Regions from separate parts of the Mus musculus genome. Here regions 1, 3, 4, 5 and 6 are each linked to region 2. The links are chromatin contacts, called in public ChIA-PET and promoter capture Hi-C maps. All regions are on one chromosome and are shown on one strand. The core of a region is the stretch at or near the end of the contact, and the rest is flanking DNA. Distances in the headings are between cores, read along the strand shown.

Region 1 (3,107 bases), core at 566-3,065, 610 kb after region 2:
CATCAGTTTTGGCGTGGAGGCTCATTCACACTCAGCGTTTGTCAAGGGTTTGGGTCTTAGGAATCCCCCAACTTCGGTCTCCCGATTCTTTCTACTGTAGAGCATATGACCACTGTGTGGCAGGTCCTGGAAAGAGCAGGCTCTGTGCCCAGTGAAAGAAACCGGATTTTGCTCTCTGTTGCTGTAGCAACCACATCTCCCTGAGCGTTTTCTCATTGGCTACTAAAGTTGACACCTTGTCTATGCCACCAGAAGGAACCAATCAAAAACAGTGCGTGAGACCAAGCTGGGTGCGGGTCTGCACCCTCAAGCCAGCTGTAATATGTGGATGTCAGTAGGGCCCTGGAGCTGGGAGGGCAGGGGTGGGGGGAAGCTTGGGGGGGGCGACATCTCTTCCCACGCTGAGCGGGGTGCAGGGAGTGGGTAGGAGGGTGGATTTCTTCTAGACAATCCAGATGGATACTGAGGCCGTGGTTGCAAGGTTGGAGAGTCCGAGGCCAGATGAGGAGGGAGTGTAAAGGAAGGTGATAAGGGCCTTTCTTCTTCTTCTTCTTCTTCTTCTTCTTCTTCTTCTTCTTCTTCTTCTTCTTCTTCTTCTTCTTCTTCTTCTTCTTCTTCTTCTCCTTCTCCTTCTCCTTCTCCTTCTCCTTCTCCTTCTCCTTCTCCTTCTCCTCCTCCTCCTCCTCCTCCTCCTCCTCCTCCTCCTCCTCCTCCTCCTTCTCCTTCTTCTCCTCCCCTCCTCCTCCTCCTCCTCCTCCTCCTCCTCCTCCTCCTCCTCCTCCTCCTCCTCCTCCTTCTTCTTCTGATTTTTCGAGACAGGGTTTCTCTGTGTAGCCCTGGCTGTCCTGGAACTCACTTTGTAGACCAGGCTGGCCTCGAACTCAGAAATCAGCCTACCTCTGCCTCCCAAGTGATGGGATTAAAGGCATGCCGGGCTGATGATAAGGGTTTTACCACCCTGGGTGACTGGTTCGAATCCTTATCCCCTTGTCGTTTCATGACTTCATACAGTGACCTATTGTCTCTGTTTCTCAGGGGCGAAGGAGGAGTCAACACCTCTTACTTTATTTTAATCCTCAGAATAAACATCCTAAGAACGTTTTGTTTTGTTTTTCAAGACAGGGTTTCTCTGTATGGCCCTGGCTGTCCTGGAACTCACTTTTTAGACCAGGCTGGCCTCGAACTCAGAAATCTGCCTGCCTCTGCCTCCCGAGTGCTGGGATTAAAGGTGTGTGCCACCACGCCTGGCCTAAGAATGTTATTTTGTTTGTTTTGTGTGCGTGTGCGTGTGGGAGAGGGGGAGAGAGAGAGAGAGAGAGAGAGAGAGAGAGAGAGAGAGAGTTGGTTGGTTGGTTGGTTTCGTTTTTTTGAGACAGGGTTTCCCTTGTGTATCCCTGAACTCTCTGTATAGACCAGGCTGACCTTGAACTCATAGAGATCCGCCTGCCTCTGCCTCCTGAATGCTGGAGATTAAAGGCATGTACCACCACTGCCTGGCTCAAAGAATTTTTGTTTTTTTAACTCTCTCAACTGGACCCAGCAATAGAGGAGTGGAACCTTCACCCCATTGTACAGACGAAGACACTGAGGCTCAAGGTGAGCCCAATACCCAGGCAGTAGTCCATGGGTATCTGGGGAAAGGAATAAGAAATGCCATTCCCAGCTCCACCCACCCTGACCTCAGTCGGCCTGCCAGGAAGGGCAGTTCGTGCCAAGACTGGTGGTTTCCTTTAGTCAAACTGCGTCAGACTCTCTCTGGGGGGTTAACCGACAGGAACTGGTAGCTCAGCCTTGTGAAAGATCAAAAAGGGGACACCAGGCTTCTGGGCACAGTTGAAGCTGTCCTTCAGCCCATACGTGTGCTCTGTGGGAGAGGCTGCTTGGGGTGAGCCCTGGACTTGATATTGAACAGGACCTTTCTGTGAACTTCACTTGCCTTAGCTGTAACTAAGGCTGATTTTTTTTGTGGGACATGAGTGGCTCATGTCTATAATCCCAGCACTTGGGAGGCACAAGAAGGGAAGGATTGCCACAAGTTCAAGTCTGTCCACACCTACATAGCAAGTTCCTGGACAGTTAGGAACACATAGGAAGGCTGTCTCACAAAACGGAGGGGGGAAGTAAGGATTATGAAGATTAACTCCGAGGGCCAGGGGTATAGCTTGTTGGTGGAATGCTTGTCTAGCACATTCGTGACCCTGGATCCCATCCCCAGCACGATTAATTAGTTAGGTAATTAACAACTTGGTAGTTCCATTGGTAGAGTGTGCTTGTCTAACATTTATGAATTCAAATCCAATGCCCAAATTCGAACCCTAGCACTCAAGAGATGAAGAAAAGAACAGAAACTCAAGGGCATCCTTGGCTACAAAGAGTTTGTGGTCAGCCTGGACTACATAAGACCCTGTTTTGCTGGGCAGTGGTGACACACACCCTTAACTCCAATACTCAGCAGACAGAGGCAGGTAGATCTCTGAGTTTGAGTTTGGAGCCAAACTGCTCTACAGAGCGAGTTCCAGGACAGCCAAGGCTACACAGAGAAGCCCTGTCTCAATCATTAGCATCATCACCAACACCAACACGCACAGGCTTCTTGGTGTGGCCTGTGCTGGTCAAAAGTCAGGAAGGATGCTTTCCTGGACCTCAACCAAACCAAAGAAACTTCCACCCAGAGGTCTTTGGGCCTCACTTCCTGGGGCCGGTTCTCCTTAGTAAACAAGGAGGCCTCAGCATGCCACAGGCTGGAAGGTTCAGTGCTGGGGGAGGGGGGGTTGTTTGTTTGTTTTTGTTTTTGTTTTTGTTTTGAAACAGGGTTTCTTTGTGTAGCCCTGGCTGTCCTGGAACTCACTCTGTAGACCAGGCTGGCCTTGAACTCAGAAATCCATCTGCCTTTGCCTCTCAAGTGCTGGGATTAAAGGCGTGCGCCACCACTGCCCGGCTCAGTGCTAGGTTCTGATCAACCTTTTTGCCAAATAGTCATTCCTTTCTCCAGTAAAGGAAAAAGGAAAAAAGAAGAGAAGTGGAGAGGAGAGGAGAGGAGAGGAGAGGAGAGGAGAGGAGAGGAGAGGAGAGGAGAGGAGAGGAGAGGAGAGGAGAGGAGAGGAGAG
Region 2 (3,347 bases), core at 773-3,272:
ACAGCTGGCAACAACCTAACCACAGATAGAAGAGACTCTAGGCTACAAAAATAAATCTTACTAAATTCAAACCAAATGTAACCCCAGTTCAATTTTAGCAAAAGATTTTAAATGCCTGCCAGCGACTCCAACACCTTCAGTCAAGAGGAAGTACGGCAGAGGGAGAGTTCCGGGGGTGAACAAGAACTGCAACACTGTCTTACTTTTACAAAGTTCATAAGAGCATATGGTCATGTAGACATATTGCTAAGACCCCTCCAAGGATCTTAGAAGGGGGTGCTGGCAATTCTGATTCCTGACACTGAAGCTTCACTGACTTCAGGTCTGGAGACATCCTTTGGTCCGTGACTCATAAAACATATTAAGGATTAAAGGAGATTTTTATATGGGTCATATCTGGCAGGATTTACTGTAGTGAGAGGTTAAAAAAATATATAAAATAGCTTTATTTGTGCATTTTAAAACAACTATATTACAAGTTAGCAGAAAAACATTTTTAATAAAAACATCTTAAGAGTATTAGTGGGGTGGCTGTGTGGTTTTTTGCTTTTTTTGTTTTTCTTCTGTAAATTCTCTTACTAGTGGCCTGGTTGGGATATGCCTCACACTTAAACCATGACAAAGGAGCAGAAGTCTCTGGAAAATCCAACTGTGTTGTCATTATAGCAAAAGAATCGAAATCGTCCTACAAAAACATTTTTGGCTCTACTGCTCCTGACTAGACCCACAGAGCCACACTTTTAGAAACCATTGCTTTCAGACGCCTGAAGCTCTTTGTCTCTCTGTCCCAGATAAGTGCCAATCAGTTCCATACTTTAGCAAGCAAGGAAAACTTTACAGTTTTAAACGAGTAACAAATGTTAGAAAAGTCTTTCTTTCCCTGACAGGAAGTAAATTATCTCTGGCATTGTCCTTATTGCCAGTAACTAAGGTTCTCTTCTTTTAGATCAAGACTAAACTCAAACACAGTTCGTGCCTTATATAGTGTGCTCAGTAGTATTTTTTTAAAGATTTAATTTTATTCATTTTAACTATACGTATGTGTCTTGTGTGGTTAAATACCGGTGTTCTTGGAAGCCCAGAGTTGTTGATCTGCCCGACCTGGGGTTTCAGGATGTTGTGAGCCACCACCCAGCACGGTGCTGGGAACTGAAATCTTAGCTGTGTGTGCCACATCTCCAGACTTACTGTTGTTGATGCTTGTTTCTGTGCTGGTTTGTTTGAGGCTAGGTAATAAAGTCTAAGGCCTTTTTTTTCCATGTTAGGTAAATGCTCAAAACCCAACATCCTGGTACACCCCCTCCCCAGCCCCATTATATGTTTCCATGCTCTTCCTGAATCCTAGGCATGTGCTAAGTAAGTGCTTTTTCATTCATTGTCTCATTGTTTCTCACAGCAAGCCTAGGGCCTAGGGAACAGATAATATTGTATTCCTTCTTTGCAGATGTAGCACCCAAGATACAGGGAAGTTAAAATCTAACTTTATACAGAGTGGGTTAGGATTTAACCTCAGATGACACTCAATTGTCATCTATTATTCACCCATAAAGTATGCGGGTGGGAGATTAAGCGAAATCCTCGTGTTCAAAAGTGTAAAAAAGACGCTTATTAAAGCAAAAACCCCTGTGGGCCAAGCCAGCCCCGACAGTCACCCCGGATACACCGTCTTGTTTCCCACTCCACACCTCCACTTTATTTCCTAAATTCTTATAAACTTCTCCTAATTTTGCACAACTGTCCTTCCTGATGGCTTCGATGGCTCTGAGACCCGCCGCTGACCCTGAAATGAAGGCGCTAAATCCTACAGGAACCCGGGCGGGGGTGGTGGTGGAAGCCCCATGGTAACCACGGGAACGGTGGCGTGGCAGGAGCTCTGCGCAGGCGCACTGCGTCCTCGCGTGGGCCAGCCTAGGCTTGGAACACCCCGGGCCTGGGCGACTCCCGGGTGGGTGGGAGGCTCGCCGCAAGCGCCTGCGCAGTGGCGCGGGAGCTGGTGTGACAGAGCGCACGTAGCGAGGGCTGCGGCCGCCCCCTCTCCGGCGCGCCGGCGCGGCAGGGGAATATAAAAGGGACGCCTGGCTCCCTCTACTGCCCAGTCGCACTGCCAGCAGGCTGAGGGCGGCAGGGAGCTAGCTAGCGGGGACTGCAGGCGACAGGACTGACCCGAGCCGAGCTGTCGCCTTCCTCCCGGCCCGCTATCCAGGTGAGGCGCTCCTCCGATCTTGGAGACGGATGCGGGGTCCCCGCGGGCAGCCGGGGTCCCTTCGCTCTGGAGTGGGGCTCAGCCCTTCTCACAGCCGCCCCCGGGTCTCCCCGAGAGGACCCGGCCCCGCACCCCCGAAGTCAGGCCGCCCCGGCGCTCTCCCAGCTTCCCTCGCCGTCCCCCCACCCCCGTCCTGCCTCTGGCCGGAGCGGCAGCAGCGGCTTGCGCCCCGCCCCAGCACTAGGACCTTCTTGAATGTTCCATCCCGGGCAGCCAGCCTCCCTGATGACTTGTGCAGCGGTACCTCGTCCGCCCCACTAAGCCGGGGGAAGGCGAGGGCGGACGGGCGGGGGTCTGGGCCGCCCGAGCCGCAGATGGTTAGCATGTGGCAGTGGAGAAAGCAGGCAGCGCTTGCAGCCGGGGGCTGAGTCTCTCCGTTTCGATCGCTCTTCTTCTCTTTTTCCTTTTCACTTTTGGAAAGTAAAGCTGGGAAGTGGGACCTACTCAGAAGTTAGGACTGAACTTGTCTGTTGCGCTTCTCGGCGTTGTCTCAGCAAGTAGACATAGCCCGGGGCGCCGAGTTTAGCTGAGAAGTTGCTGTCATTCACAGTTGGGGAAGCTGGCTTCTTCCTTCCTCTTCATCCCAGTGAATCACTTAAGGACACACGCGTCTGTCTCTGTATTTCTCTCTCCCTCTGCTCCTTCTTTCCTCCTGGTTTCCAATCTTGCCCACCTCCTCTGGTTCAGCTCACCCTGATGATCCCCTTTCCCTTTTCGTCTTTCACGCTCCCCTCCTCTTGCAGGGTCAACAAGTCAGTCCATTTTGGCCAAACCTTCTATGGTTGTGTGAGACTTTTAAACTGAATTTTGTGATTGACCCCAGATGGATGTTCAGTGTGGGGAAGGATGGTACGGTTAAATACGAGGTTGTTTCTCCTAGAGAGTGGGAATTTGGTACAAAGGCAGGCTTTCGGACTTAACATCTTCAGCTGACCATCCAAAATGAGGACTCTTGGGGTATTGCACCGTGGTTTATAGGGAAGAGCCTCCACAGAAAGGGATAGACAAGCTCCTGGGTTCTCTTTTAGGAAATGATTTTTTTTTTTTTTTTAATTAAAAGGAACCTGCCAGGTTCGACTTAACT
Region 3 (3,257 bases), core at 88-2,587, 560 kb after region 2:
GAGGGAGTTCCGACCCAGCTAAGTCTCCATGGCAGTTCTCCCAACACTCACCCCTCCTCTTCCCCTGCCCACCTCCTTTCCAACCCTGCTCCATCCCTCCCTCTACCCCTGTGACTATTTCATTTCCTCTTCTCAGTGAGATTCAAACATCCTTTCCTGGGCTCTTTTTGTTACTTAGCTTCTTTGGGTCTGTGGATTGTAGAATGGTTATCCTGTACTCTATCTATGGCTATAATCTACTTATAAGTGAGATACCATGTTTGTTTTTCTGAGTGTGGATTATCTCACTCGGATGATCTTTTCTAGTTGTGTGTGTGTGTGTGTGTGTGTTTATATGTTTTATATGTTTATGTTATATATTTATGCTTTATATATATGTATATGTGTGTGTATCTGCAACTCGATGAATATATATTCACCGAGTCTCACTTGATTATAACAGCTGCTCTTTAACTTTTGTTTGTGTCTGTTTCTCGAGACAGAGTTTCTCTTTGTACCTTTGGCTGTCCTGGAACTCACTTTGTAGACCAGGTTGGCCTTGAACTCAGAGTCCTTCTGCTTCCCAAGGGCTGGGATTGAAGGCTTACACCACCATCGCATTGCACCCTTTAACATTCATTTGGTTTATTGTAGTTTCTTGTGAAAGACCATAGTGCAAGGGCTAAGAAATAGCCAGGAGATTTAGCCTAGTGGAAGTCATTGGCAACCTTCACTAAGTTGCTGTCACTTAAGTGGGAGGTAGGCTGAGCTGCATCCTGACTGGTGTGACTCTGTAGTGACTCCTGTAAACTCCTCCTTAATCCCCGCAATAACTCACAACGAAAATCCTTATGCGGAGCCTTTCCATCTGTTATTTCCTCCAGTCGAACCACCCTTCCTCCAATCACATGTTCCTGTTTCTTTAGAGTTCAGAGCCTGTAAAATGAGTTTCTGATATATTAAGCTATCTTAAATGGTAGCCCTCCCTTCCATCCCTCTACTTTTCGATATTTGCCTTGACTGTGTCACTATCTGAATGTTTCCGTTTACTTGACTTCTCCCCACCCACGAAAGCTCTGTGAGGACACGGTTTTGTTTTGATACCACTGCCACATCAGACAGCAGCGTCTGACAATCGGTAAACATCTGTACGATTCACAGATAGTCGGACTGGAACGCAGAGGCTACCACCCGAACGTGCGCGCACACTCAACTTCAGCATTTGCGCTCTAGAGCGCCCGCGCGTTCTAGCGCCTCCGAACCGAACGCCCCTTTCTTAGGAGACATACGGTAGGGCTTCCGCCCGGGTTCAACCCTCACTCAAATCCCGGGAAGGAGGGGCGGAGGGTTATGTCATCCTTCCGCGCCGGCCTGCCCCGCGACGCGCCGGCGGCTGGCGCAGCCCTTCGCTCGCCCGGCCTCCCCCTCCCTGGTTCCGTGCTCGGGTTCCGCCATGGAATCCAACAAGGATGAAGCCGAGCGCTGTATCAGCATCGCCCTCAAGGCCATCCAAAGCAACCAGCCCGAGCGGGCGCTGCGCTTCCTGGAGAAGGCGCAGCGGCTCTACCCGACGCCACGAGTCAGCGGTGAGTGGGAGGCGCCGCAGGGACCGAAGGGGGCATTAGCACGGATCGGGGGACCACGGGAACGGACCGACGGGAGCAGTTGGCGGAGGGGGGAGGGGTGGCGAGGCGCGGCTACGCCTGCGCACTGGCGCGCGCGGGTGCTGCTGGGATTCGTAGTCCAGCGGTGCCGCGGTCTCTAGGATGCTGGCCCCCTGGAGACCCCCGAGGGCCCGGCTCCCAACCCCTTCCCAGTGCTTGTGGAGGCCTCTGGAATGTGAGGTTTCTGGGAAGGAGACGCGCTGGGAGACCCGGTGAAGAGGACTCTTGTGGACGCGAAAGCGAACTACTTCTCCCAGAGGGCTGTTCGGTGGCTCAGGGCCACTGGCCGGCCTGGGAAATATTATAGTTCAGGAAAATAAACATAACTATTCTAAGGGAGAATGGGTTCTAGAGAGGGAAGGAATTCATTCGCTCCAATCAGAGAACCCTTAGCGAAATAAGACATTCCAACTCGCAGTCCTTCCTGCAGTCTCTTGAAAGCGGTGTTTCGGAGTGGATGGATTGTTGAAGATCCCAGTGTCAGCCACCCTATCCCACCTTCTTCCTCAGCAAGCCCGGGTGGCGGGTCTTATGGACTGCTACGGCTGCTGAGCTCCAGGTAGCTAATAGCCTAGGTCTGAGACCTCCCAACCCAGGGAGGGAATAGTGATCTTGTCTTCGCTACCCAATCGTCTCACTTTACCTGGTAACCTCCCCCTCATTTTTGCGTTTGTAACCGAAGTGACCAAAGAAAATTTTAATACCAGCTGGGAAGGAGAAAGACACAGGATTTGTTTCTGTGGAGTTAGTAAACTCTCTGACATGTAGCAGACTTTCAGAATTAAGAGACCCACATCTCATCGTGAGCTTGGGTTTCCCCATCTGGAAGTTCAGGAAGTTGGAACAGATAATGTATATAAACAAGAATACCCATAGTGCTTTTCTGTGTAGAAAGTTCTTTCTCGTGTGTTTTGCCACCTGATCCTGTAAAGTCAGGAAGACAGAACACCACCCTTCTATCTTCTCAAGATGAGGAACTAACTCATCGATAAGCGTCTTAGGATGTGACACAGCTAGAAAGTGGAAAACCCTGAGATTCCATACGTGTTTATTAAAATGAAATGAAGACGCAGCAGCCAGCCTCTCACCTTCCCTGCCCAGGTTTGGAGTGCTGACCTTAGAGGCAGCTGCGTTCCTGAACTTTCCTCCCTCCTGACTCTGCAGGTTGATCTTTGGTCTCTTTGCCTCTGCTAGGAGAGAGTTTCGATCTGCTCTGGTAACTGCTTCCCTATGGGATAATTCCCTTTTTATAAGTGGATAGCACCAGGCGGGGTGCAGACTGTCAGAATTCTGATTACTGCTGGTAGCCCAGGAGCAGTTAAGAAAGCTGATGAAATAGAGCTTTAGGGCATGGCAGAGGCCACCTGTGCTAGTTCAGGAATCTAGATAGGATGTCATTGCAGGGCTTGCTCTGTGTGTGTGTGTGTGTGTATTCATGTGTTCATGCTCATGAGCGGATAACTTGGTGGAGTCGGCTGTGTCTATCAAACTCAGGTAGTCAGTCTTGGCAGTAAGTACCTTCGCTGTCTGAGTCATCTCAGAGGCCCACGATTTGGATATTTGTTATATCTCTGATGGATAAAACAAATACCGGGCTGGTGAGATGGCTCAGCG
Region 4 (3,475 bases), core at 841-3,340, 650 kb before region 2:
CCTTGGGACCTAAGGGACCTTTCATTAGAAGATGCCCCAGAGTTAAAACAATCAGCCTGGGTTTGTCCCCTACGGACAGTGGGTAGCAAATATGGGGTGGCCTCACGGTGGCAGCACTGAGCTGGATGTAAAGAGATCTCAGACGGATCGTCACAAATACAATGGCTCTCAAAAGACTCACAGAAAATAGAAACTATTATTTAACACTTCCCCACCCTTCCTTCATGTAACTGCTGAGTTTCATGGCTGGGCAGCACAGCACACTGCAGACGGTCAACTGTCACCCTTCCCTACCTACTCTGGAGAACTATAGCTGGTCCCCGCTGCTGGCCAGCATCCAGAAACAAGCGAATCACCGGCCAGGGATAAGATTCAAATTCAAAACTCGAAGTACAATTTCTATTGAATTGTACAACTGTCAATCATTTGTACAGCATTATAAAGAATCTCTGGGGGATCCTCTATACATCTTTTCAGCAGACACCAAAACGAGACAATGACAGCAAGCCCCAAACAACGGAACAGACAGACAGTGACCAGAGAGGACAGACAGACAGTGACCAGAGAGGACAGACAGACAGTGAGCAGAGAGTAGGCATATTACTTCAGTAAGTTTCTGTTTAGTTTTTCCTCCCAAAGAATGCAACCTAGGACAGCCTCCAACAACAGCATCATAAGTGGACAGAGGAATGAATGCTGAGAGGAGACCCCCCTCATCCTGCTGTCATCTCCAGGGAGGGTGCTTATGTGGGGGCGGTCTCTTGGGACACTTCCTAACGTTAAGTCCTCGTAAGCCACTCTCTCAAAACATATCTTTAAAGGTTTTAAGCGATCATGACCTAGAATGTCTGTTGTACATCGGGACTTCTCTGTCCTTTTATGCCCTCTTGACTCTTTGATACTTTGAACAAACCTCAGTTTCACTCTGCATTTGAAGGTGTACCCAGGTGCCACTTCAAAACAGCAAGGTAGGGGCCCCAGAAGAAGTAAAGAAGAAGTTGGCCCTGCCACACTCCACCACCTCTCTCTCTCTCTCAACTATGATTTCAGTCTTGAAAAGGGGGACTGTTTCCCACTGACTGTCTAGCAACCTGACTGACCAGGTCTTTGGCCCTTGTCACCTCTCTTGCTTTAGCTGTCCCCTGGTGATGTGGATACTCCAGCAGTGACCTCACCTGCTGCCCCATCTGCCCTGAGATCACACATTTTGCCTTGCAGGAGTTTCTTACCGCAAAGGCTGAAAAATCCAACTCTACTCTCTGCATGAGGCCCTTCTACCCCAGATGCCTCGGAACACTAAAGGAACCTTTGGCTAGAAATGAAAACCTCAAGTGTCACAAAGACCTATCTAACACACTCTCTTCCTCTTCTCCGACAACATAGGACTATGGCATTGGGTCTCAGACTTGATTGGAAGCCTGCCTGAATGGCCTCTTAAGACAATGAGCTACTCTGGGTAGAGGCAGGTGACGAATGCCACTAAAGTCCCAGGTGCCTCTTGCCTTCTTCTGTGAGCGAGTTGGAGAAACTCCGGTCCTCTCCCCAGATGGCAACACGTGTTTTAGTAGCACAAGTACTGTCTGTGACGCACAGTTTGGCACTCTAACCAAAGCGCACTCAACAGCGGAATGAGTTTTCTGATATTTTCTTCAAAACAAAGAAACAACCTCAAGCCTGTGAACTTGTAGCACAGACAGACACACAAGTAATCAGTAACGCTTGTCCAAACGCAACCCAAAAATGACATGCATTTCAAAAATGTACCCGAGATCCTTCCTAGCCAAGGACACCTCGGTTTCGTCCACAGTTGAAGAATACGGAAAACCAGAAGTGAAAGAACCAAGGTTTACCTGGTACCCGAATGAGGTTAGCTTTTCCCAGCAGAAGATGGGTCTACGGAGAAGGCGAGCAGGTAAGGGATGGGGGGCAGGCTTCACAGGCGTCCGTCGGTGTCCTCTCAAAAGCAGAGCTCCACAATCCTGGGGCCAGCCGGGTGACAGCGGCCAGGCACACCTCTGCTGCCAGCGCAACTAACTTTCTATTTTGAAGGGCTCCCGGGAACTCGCTCTTGACTGTTCCCGGTCTGGACTGCGAGTTTACAAACAGTCGAGCGGAGAGGAGGCCCCTCGCTTCAAACCCACCCGCGCCACCTAGAGGCCGCGCCAGGCATCGGCAGTGCAGGAGCCTGGGCACAGCCTCAGGCTCTGCCGCTGAGTGCACCTGGCTCCACAGGACTTCCTGCCCCTTAAGGGACAAGCTGGAATGTGTAAAAAGCATTGAGGTTTTTCCTTTTGGAGTGCGTGGGGGTCTTGCTTCTATCAAAGCAAGTTGGGCCTTTGGGCACAAGAATAATGAAAGATGAAATTTGCATTAAGTTATCATTAATCAGAACTTAAGCACAGCCCCCTTCCCCACAAGATGGTTATAGGTATGATGAATACTGCTGTATCCATTCACGCTCCTTCATGCAGCCTGGAATACACTTGTACATATTTCCAATCTCTCTCCTGCTCACCACAGATTTGAGTCACCATTTTCTCCTCAACATCTTCTCTCCATGTCATTCCAGGTAACTCAATATAGGCTCCAGACAAGTTCAGATAAACATATCTAACTCTTGTAACTACAGTATGTGCCTCATATAAATACAGACTCTACCACTCCAGAGACGTGCACATACCTCACAGAACTCTTGATAGCCCTATGTATCCTTTACATTTCCAGATAACTATATATGCTCCGATAACCTCATATACCCCATGTGATTTGATAGCAAGGAAACGTTAAATGCAAACCTTTTGGTATTGATCAATTCTCTTTCAAAAAATAAGTTATCTGGAAAACACCCAGCCTTAAAAGAATGTAACAGCCTCATTCCTTTCTCCCTCAACCTCATGGTCCCCCGCCACAGTAAGGAGTGGAAACAACAGGTTGTTGTTGTTGTTCTCTTCCTCCTCCTTCTCTTCCTCCTCCTTCTTCTGCTTCTCCTCCTCCTCTTCCTCCTTATTTTCTTTCTTCTTCCTCCTCCTTCCTTCTCTTTCTCCTTCTTCCTTCTTTCTCCTCATCTTCCTTCTCTTCTTCCTCCTCCTCTTCCTTACCTCTTTTCTTCATCTCCCGCCTCCTCCTCCACCTCTTTGTTTTTTTGGAAACAGGGTTTCTCTGTGTAACAGCCTTAGTGATCCTGGAACTTGGTTTGTAGACCAGGCTGGTCTCTAACTCGCATAGACCTACCTGCCTCTGCTTCCCAGGAGCTGGGACTAAAGGCAATTGCTGGCAAGCCAGCCTAGGAGTGGAGCCTTCTATATACTCTGCTCCCGTCCTGTTCCCTCTGCCTTAGATACACTGGAGAAAGCAGGACTCTCAGTAGAGAGACAGATGGCAGAGTACAGGCTTAGGCCGAGGATCCTGAACTTAATGATTATTGCTGTGGGAAAGCACAATGCTCTTTTCTTAGCTTGCTGACCAGTGTGGACAA
Region 5 (3,118 bases), core at 21-2,520, 510 kb after region 2:
TGTGCACACGCATGCATGACCTAGCAAGTATATATGGAGTAAAATTCAACACCAAGTGTCTTTCTTGTTCTATCCCTCTTTACATATTTTTGAGACAATGACTCTCATGTCAATTAGGATTCACTGGTGTGTGTGTATGTGCATGTGTGCCCACGCACACGCGTGTATGCACACACGCAAAGCAGTTACTGAAGAGTTTTGTGGTTGTTGTTATCGCTCCTTTAAGAAGGCCAATGTAGGGCTGGAGAGGTGGCTCAGCGGTTAAGAGCACTGACTGCTCTTCCAAAGGTCCTGAGTTCAATTCCCAGCAACCACATGGTGGCTTTTATACCACATCTGTAATAGGATCTGATGCCCTCTTCTGGTGTGTCTAAAGACAGCTACAGTGTACTTGTATAAATAAAAATAAATAAGTCTTTAAAAAAAAAAAGAAAAAAGCCAATGTAGCAGGGCAGTGGTGGTGCATGCCTTTAATCCCAGCACTTGGGAGGCAGAGGCAGGCGGATTTCTGAGTTCAAGGCCAACCTGGTCTACAAAGTGAGTTTCAGGACAGCCAGGGCTACACAGAGAAACCCTGTCTTGGGGGGAAAAAAAAAAAAGGAGGAGGAGGCGGCTGCGGTGGCCTATGTAAATTACAAGCCCCATAACCTCAAAGCCTATGTCCAGTGTTGTTTGATTTCTCTTGCTGTTCTTGGCAGAGAGCTAACTGATAAGTAAGTGCTCAATAAATATTGTTTATTGCGTCTGTACACTAAAGACAGCCTTATATATTAGATTCAGCAGTGTCACCGGGTGATTTGTGTCCCACTGTTTGTCTAAATCATGTTGAATAAGATGCAGCTTGTCCTCCTCCACAACTCTGTCCTTCAGGAAACTCAGCAGCAGAAGTCTGGTCTCGCTCTGTCGTATTTGATGTTTCACAAAAAAAGAAAAACCAGGAAGAAAAGAAAAAAATTAGTAAACATCATAGATCCTTTGTCAAACTAGAAAGCATTTTCTCTACCACATCCTCTCTGTTTTATGAGTCCTAAGTCAGCCTTTAGTCATCAAACCCTTTCCAGGCTGAGGCTGAGGATGCAGCCCAGGGCTAGGTCACTCGTCCAGCATGTACAAGTCCCCATCTTCGTTCCTCAGCCCTACAAAATAAAACGAATACAAATGTAGGGCAGGCAGGCAGGCAGGAATACTCAGCAGATGAAAGTGCCTGTCGCACAAGCATCATGATCTGCGTTCAGTCCCCGGAGCCCACGTAAGGAAAGCCAGCAGTGATAGCACAAATCTGTCATTCCCAGCACTTAGACACTGAGGTGGGAGGCAGAGACAGGGGAATTGCTCAGAATATCTCAGGGCAGCTAGGCTGAAATACAGATCAACAGAAACAAGAGAGATCTGGCCTCAGCAAGACAAGAGAAAGAGAACCAATTCCTGAAAGCTATCCCCCGGCCTCCACACACACACCGTGGCACATGCACATACACACAATAATTAGTGCAATTTTTTAATGCACAAATGTTGGAGGTTTTATGAAACTGGGTCTCACTGTGTAGCCTTGGCTGGCCTAGAACTCACCAAGATCCACCTGCCTCAGAGCCTCCCAAGTGCTGAGATTAAAGGCATGTGCCACCACACCCTGCTTAAAGTTGTATTTTAAGATTTTATTTATTTTTATTTTTATGCATGCTCATTTTGCTTGCATGCTGATTTCATGCACCATTTGTGTGCCTGTTGTCTGAGGAGGCCAGAGAGGCCATCAGATCCCCTAGAGCTGGAGTTACAGTTGTAAGCCACTGTGTGGGTGCTGAGAGCCAAACCTGGGTCCTTGGCAAGAGCAGTCAGTGCTCTTAAGTACTGAGCCTTCTCTCCAGCCTTGAAAGTAACAACAACAACAACAAACCTCCCCCCATACACCCCTTAATTGTGGTTGTTGTTGTTGTTGTTGTTTTGTTTTCTAAACAAGGTCTCACCATCCCAGGCAAGCATCCCAGGCAAGCATCAAATTCAAAATTCTCCTGCCTCAGCCTCCCGAGTGTAAGGCCTACAGATGTGTACCACCACGGCTTACACAGATGTGTACCACCACACCTTACACAGATGTGTACCACCACGGCTTACACAGATGTGTACCACCACACCTTACACAGATGTGTACCACCACACCTTACACAGATGTATACCACCACACCTTACACAGATGTGTACCACCACACCTTACACAGATGTGTACCACCACACCTTACACAGATGTGTACCACCACACCTTACACAGATGTGTACCACCACGGCTTACACAGATGTGTACCACCACGGCTTACGCAGATGTGTACCACCACACCTTACGCAGATGTGTACCACCACAGCTTACACAGATGTGTACCACCACACCTTACACAGATGTGTACCACCACACCTTACACAGATGTGTACCACCACGGCCTGTAGAAAGGAGTGAGGCAGAATGGGTTTCCTTGCCTTGGTGACTGGTTGGTTCATGCCTCGGTGGACGCTTGTGTTGCTTTCTTCTTCACTGATCTGTTGACGGAAGAAGGAAGATGGTGGCAGTGTACATCCAGTGCAGATACAGTGAATCTGTGGAACCTGTGCTTCTAATCCAGTGATACACTCACCTACAAGGTGGATACTAGGGAATGCTTCCATTACCCAACACCCTGTAGCACCGTATGAGCCGTAAGCCCCAGCTCTGGGCAGCCCAAGTCAAGGCCAAGAAAATGACCTGGAATTAGGGTCTGCAAAAGTTATGCCTTTGGATACGTAGAGGTAGGTGCCCCATGAGTGTTTAACTGAGTGCCTTTGTTCACAACTCTCCAAACCTGAAGAACACCCCTTTCTGAAATCAGAAAACAGCTTGCAAGGGCCAGTGAGATGGTTCAATGGGTGAATGCCCTTACTACTTTACCTGGTGACCTGAGTTTGAACCTAGGATCTCACGCAAAGGTGGAAGACAAGAACAGGCTCCGCAAGGTTGTCCTCTGGCCTCGGCCCCGCCCTACCCCTCCTTGGATGCACACGCTAATGAGTCACAAGTGCATAGGGAGTCCTTTTAACAAAGAAAAACAGATGTGATATAGTTAAATGCTACCATACTTTATACAGTAAAAAT
Region 6 (3,376 bases), core at 423-2,922, 650 kb after region 2:
GTAGCACACAGAGCAGTCGTGCTGGCACACACCTGTGCCCCCAGCACTTGGAAAATGCAGGCGGGAGGATCAGAAGTTCAAGGTCCCCCTCAGCTTCATGCTCCATTTGGAGTCAGCAAGGGGCACGAGAAATTGGGTGTCAAAAAAAAAAAAATCAATAAACACACACACAAGTCAAACATTCATGCAATTAAAAAAAAATCTCTAAACAAACAAAGTGCTACAACTAACTAGGGCCTGGAGATGGGCTCAGTGGGGAAGGGCGCTTGCTGAGCTCAGATCCCTGGCATCCAGGAAGAAAGTGAAGCGTGGTCCTGTGCACCGCAGTGCTGGTAAGGTGGACCAGAAGCAATGGCATCCCTGGGCAGGCTGACCTGCAGCCTAGAATTGGGGAGTGGGACACACCCACAACACAGAGAGACTCCATCTCGGGAGTAAGGAGACTGTCAGAGGACACCTGATGACTACAGTCATCCCTGGAGCCCTGGAATCCATGGTGGGAAAGAGAAAAGAGACTCCCACAGTGGTCCTCTGTCCTCTCCATGCACACCAATGGTGTGCACATAAACACACACTAACTAGATGCAATAAAAAAAAGAGAGAGAGAAAGAAAGCACCTACTGGCAGGCCGGGTAAGGCCTTGCATTCTATCTGTAAGCACTGCCGTGGCAGAAAAATCAAATACACAAATAAACAAACACCACCCCACTCAGAAGGCTTGTATTCCCAAGTATCTCTGGAGAACTTGGCGGTCAAAGGTTCATTACCATGATGGTTTAACATTAGCTCCCAGCATCCAGAAGACAGGAAAACATAGAGATGCTGGCTAGTTATTTCCTGAACTTCAAGGATGTTTTGTTATGTGCGACACCAAGAACCCTGGGAGAATCTATGGAGGTGGCTGGGGACCACACTATAGCAGCCAGAGGTAGGAGAGACAACACTGTAGGGAAGCCAAGGCCTGTGAGGTCAGGCACTAGGACCCAGAGGCTGAGAGGGGAGCAGCCCCCGCAGGGTAAGTTCAGAGCCAGAACACAATGTTCTCAGCTCACCCACAGGAAACCCTGAAGAAGAGAACCGCACATGGCCTCTGCTGGGTGTGTTCTACTCTTGGCCTTTTATTCTCTCCCTTAACCTCGGTCCTCACTTTCACATCCTGTAACCTGCAAAGCCCACACACCCCACCCTTCTGAGCTGGTCCCAGGCCCCAGGAGAGCAATCAAGTCAGGAAGCCCAGGGTCTCTAACCTTGGTTTCCTGAATGGACCTTTGTGGCGGAAACTTTTTATAGTGCAGGAGGCAGGCTCAGACAAAGCCGCGCTTCTAGCTTTGGTGAGGGGAAACAGCTGATGGCTCTGTGCCTCCTCCTCCCTTCCTCCCCAAGGCCAGGCCCCACCTGAGACCAGTGAGGACAGCCACCTTTGCAGCATAGGTCACCCTGGGGAGCTGGGGCCACGTTTGCATCAGAACACCCTGTGATGTGGTTCCTAGTTTTTATTTCCACAAATGCTATGATATGTTGTCCCATAGTGCTATTTTTACTGAATTAAGAAAAAACAAAACACCAAAAGAACAGCAAATGTCTGCAAAACCAGCAGGCCTGGGACAGGGAAGGACAAGGTGAACTTCCTTTCCTGCAGCCTGCTATCTTGGTTTGTGGTCTGGTGTCCCTCACCCCCCAGATGCTATGTTCAGTCTTACTGTTTGCCTCTGTGTCTGTTCACTTCTTTGAGGCAGTGTCTCTAGGGGCCTGGACGAGCTGCTATAACCCATGGTGATAATGATGTGTCGCTGTCTCCCCCAGCACTGTTCTGACAGCCATGAGCCATAACAGCTGGCTATGTGAGTTTGTTGGGTCACAGAAGCACAGCTCTGAAACCTCTGCCACTTATTCTGGTGTTTTCTTAGTGACTTCTTCAAACATATGGCTACGCACTGGCCTTCTGGACCCAAGGATGAACACAAGAGAGCCCAGCAAGCTCCAAAGAAGTGCTTGCTAACTGTGCCGGTGTGTGTGCGCGTGTGTGTGCGTGTGCATGCGTGTGTGTGTGTGTGTGTGTGTGTGTGTGTGTGTGTGTACGCCACAGGACAGGAACAGAGCTGTGACAGGTTGCACTTGTTACTTCTTCATTTTGTGAGGCTGGCCTTGAACTTGTTACATAGCTGAAGGTGACCTTGAAAACTTGACCTTCCTACCTTTCCATCTTTCCATCCTGAGTGCTGCAGTTATTAGTACATGCTTGGGGCTGAGCCCAGGGTCTTGTGCATGCCAGTCAAACACTCTACAAGCTAAGCCATATCATCCAAGTCCCATTTTTGGCTTCTGTTAAACATACATTTTAAGCCAGATGGGGGTGGCTTTAATCCCAGTACTCAAGAGGCAGAGGTAGGCAGATCTCTGAGTTTGAGGCCAGCCTGGTCTACAGAGTGAGTTCCATGACAGCTAGGGCTACACAGAGAAACCCTGTCTGGAAAAAAACAAAAAACAAAAAACCACAACAAAACCTATGTGTGTGTATATTTTATATATATATTATACTATATATAATATACATATATATATATATATGTATATAACACATACACACACACACATATATAATGTGTATGAGTGATGAGTGTTTATCCAAGTGTCTGTTTGTATACGGTGCTAGTGGAAGTCAGAAGAGGATATTGGATCCACTAAAACTGGAGCTACAAATGGTTGTGAGCCACCCTGTGAGTGCTGGGAACCAAAACAACCCATTGCTCTGCAAGAACCGTACCTGCCCTTCCGTGCTGAGCCATCTCTCTAGTCCCCCCTCACCCCATTTCTGGCTTCTTTTTGTTGTTGTTGTTGTTGTTGTTTTTCAAGACAGGGTTTCTCTGTGTAGCCCTGGCTGTCCTGGAACTCACTCTGTAGACCAGGCTGGCCTCGAACACAGAAATCTGCCTGCCTCTGCCTCCGGAGTGCTGGGATTAAAGGCATGTGCCACCACGCCCAGCTCCTTTCTGGCTTCTTTATGGCCTGCATGTGAATCTCTGTGGGTCCTCACTCCAGTCCTGTAAAGAGATTCAACTAGGTTTTAGGATGCTGTTGTGAGAATTTTCTCCTGGGGGAGAGAAGGACACACACACACACACACACACACACACACACGCCCCAAGTGTAGTGTATTATTAAATCTTCCCCCCTCTTCATAAGGTCTCAATAACACAGTTGGATTCCACTGAGGTTCCCCCTGGGAATCAATGTGTATTAGGGTCACTTACAGAGCATGGGTAAGGTGGGTTACAGGCATGATCCTGGGTGACCCTAAGGCCACATCACTAGAAGGTCTGCACACAGCATGCTCGATGGCCTTCCTAAGCAGTATAGAATCTCCCCCCCCCCCCAG

What was found. Promoter capture Hi-C pulls out the DNA fragments that hold promoters and counts their contacts. ChIA-PET counts read pairs in DNA pulled down with a chosen protein or histone mark.
Region 1: an RNA polymerase II ChIA-PET map of memory CD8 T cells shows a contact between it and region 2, with 5 read pairs. The contact joins the enhancer-like site here to the promoter of P4ha1 in region 2. A contact is called at or near these places in 2 of 39 promoter capture datasets (both in hippocampal neurons), 1 of 484 Hi-C or Micro-C datasets (muscle stem cells) and 6 of 115 datasets of contacts at active chromatin or transcription factors (astrocytes, embryonic limb bud, embryonic stem cells and 3 more).
Region 3: a promoter capture Hi-C map of hematopoietic stem and progenitor cells shows a contact between it and region 2, with 13 times the contacts expected there. The contact joins the promoter of Dnajb12 here to the promoter of P4ha1 in region 2. A contact is called at or near these places in 25 of 39 promoter capture datasets (the 3T3-L1 cell line, 3T3-L1-derived adipocytes, the C10 cell line and 16 more), 2 of 15 datasets of contacts at CTCF or cohesin (CD8 T cells and the NIH/3T3 cell line), 16 of 484 Hi-C or Micro-C datasets (Th2 cells, bone marrow-derived macrophages, embryonic stem cells and 11 more), 46 of 115 datasets of contacts at active chromatin or transcription factors (the 230-238 cell line, CD4 T cells, CD8 T cells and 32 more) and 4 of 9 other capture datasets (adipose tissue, liver, macrophages and 1 more).
Region 4: a contact with region 2 is called in a promoter capture Hi-C map of hippocampal neurons, with 3 times the contacts expected there. The contact joins the promoter of Edar here to the promoter of P4ha1 in region 2. A contact is called at or near these places in 3 of 39 promoter capture datasets (cranial neural crest, hippocampal neurons and stem cell-derived epiblast-like cells) and 1 of 115 datasets of contacts at active chromatin or transcription factors (astrocytes).
Region 5: a contact with region 2 is called in a promoter capture Hi-C map of hippocampal neurons, with 5 times the contacts expected there. The contact joins the enhancer-like site here to the promoter of P4ha1 in region 2. A contact is called at or near these places in 24 of 39 promoter capture datasets (the 3T3-L1 cell line, 3T3-L1-derived adipocytes, the C10 cell line and 12 more), 1 of 15 datasets of contacts at CTCF or cohesin (the NIH/3T3 cell line), 6 of 484 Hi-C or Micro-C datasets (B cells, the G1E-ER4 cell line, bone marrow-derived macrophages and 2 more), 22 of 115 datasets of contacts at active chromatin or transcription factors (the 230-238 cell line, the NIH/3T3 cell line, astrocytes and 15 more) and 3 of 9 other capture datasets (embryonic stem cells, liver and macrophages).
Region 6: a contact with region 2 is called in an RNA polymerase II ChIA-PET map of memory CD8 T cells, with 78 read pairs. The contact joins the enhancer-like site here to the promoter of P4ha1 in region 2. A contact is called at or near these places in 9 of 39 promoter capture datasets (the 3T3-L1 cell line, 3T3-L1-derived adipocytes, the C10 cell line and 4 more), 5 of 115 datasets of contacts at active chromatin or transcription factors (embryonic limb bud, large pre-B cells, memory CD8 T cells and 2 more) and 3 of 9 other capture datasets (adipose tissue, embryonic stem cells and liver).

Annotation. Positions count from the first base shown.
Region 1 is chr10:59,930,971-59,934,077 of GRCm38.p6, forward strand. No RefSeq gene overlaps it. Among named protein-coding and RNA genes, the nearest start is that of Ddit4, 19 kb to the right of the region's middle. Within about 2 kb of position 1,816, at least 136 of the 459 cell types and tissues checked have an H3K27ac peak or open chromatin away from gene starts, as enhancers often do. A contact at or near this core is called in embryonic limb bud, hippocampal neurons and memory CD8 T cells, where this site is marked.
Region 2 is chr10:59,321,274-59,324,620 of GRCm38.p6, forward strand. P4ha1 (procollagen-proline, 2-oxoglutarate 4-dioxygenase (proline 4-hydroxylase), alpha 1 polypeptide) reads left to right here and starts at 2,023. Exons shown (of 15, transcript NM_001316371.1): 1 at 2,023-2,203.
Region 3 is chr10:59,878,246-59,881,502 of GRCm38.p6, forward strand. Dnajb12 (DnaJ heat shock protein family (Hsp40) member B12) reads left to right here and starts at 1,338. Exons shown (of 9, transcript NM_019965.3): 1 at 1,338-1,565. The coding sequence starts at 1,433.
Region 4 is chr10:58,673,606-58,677,080 of GRCm38.p6, forward strand. It overlaps Edar (ectodysplasin-A receptor), which reads right to left and starts at 2,091. Exons shown (of 12, transcript NM_010100.3): 1 at 1,851-2,091.
Region 5 is chr10:59,834,706-59,837,823 of GRCm38.p6, forward strand. All of the region lies in intron 9 of Micu1 (mitochondrial calcium uptake 1), which reads left to right. Among named protein-coding and RNA genes, the nearest start is that of Gm23803, 18 kb to the left of the region's middle. Within about 2 kb of position 1,271, at least 13 of the 459 cell types and tissues checked have an H3K27ac peak or open chromatin away from gene starts, as enhancers often do. A contact at or near this core is called in cerebral cortex and hippocampal neurons, where this site is marked.
Region 6 is chr10:59,973,244-59,976,619 of GRCm38.p6, forward strand. No RefSeq gene overlaps it. Among named protein-coding and RNA genes, the nearest start is that of Ddit4, 23 kb to the left of the region's middle. Within about 2 kb of position 1,673, at least 196 of the 459 cell types and tissues checked have an H3K27ac peak or open chromatin away from gene starts, as enhancers often do. A contact at or near this core is called in adipose tissue, embryonic limb bud, liver and 4 more, where this site is marked.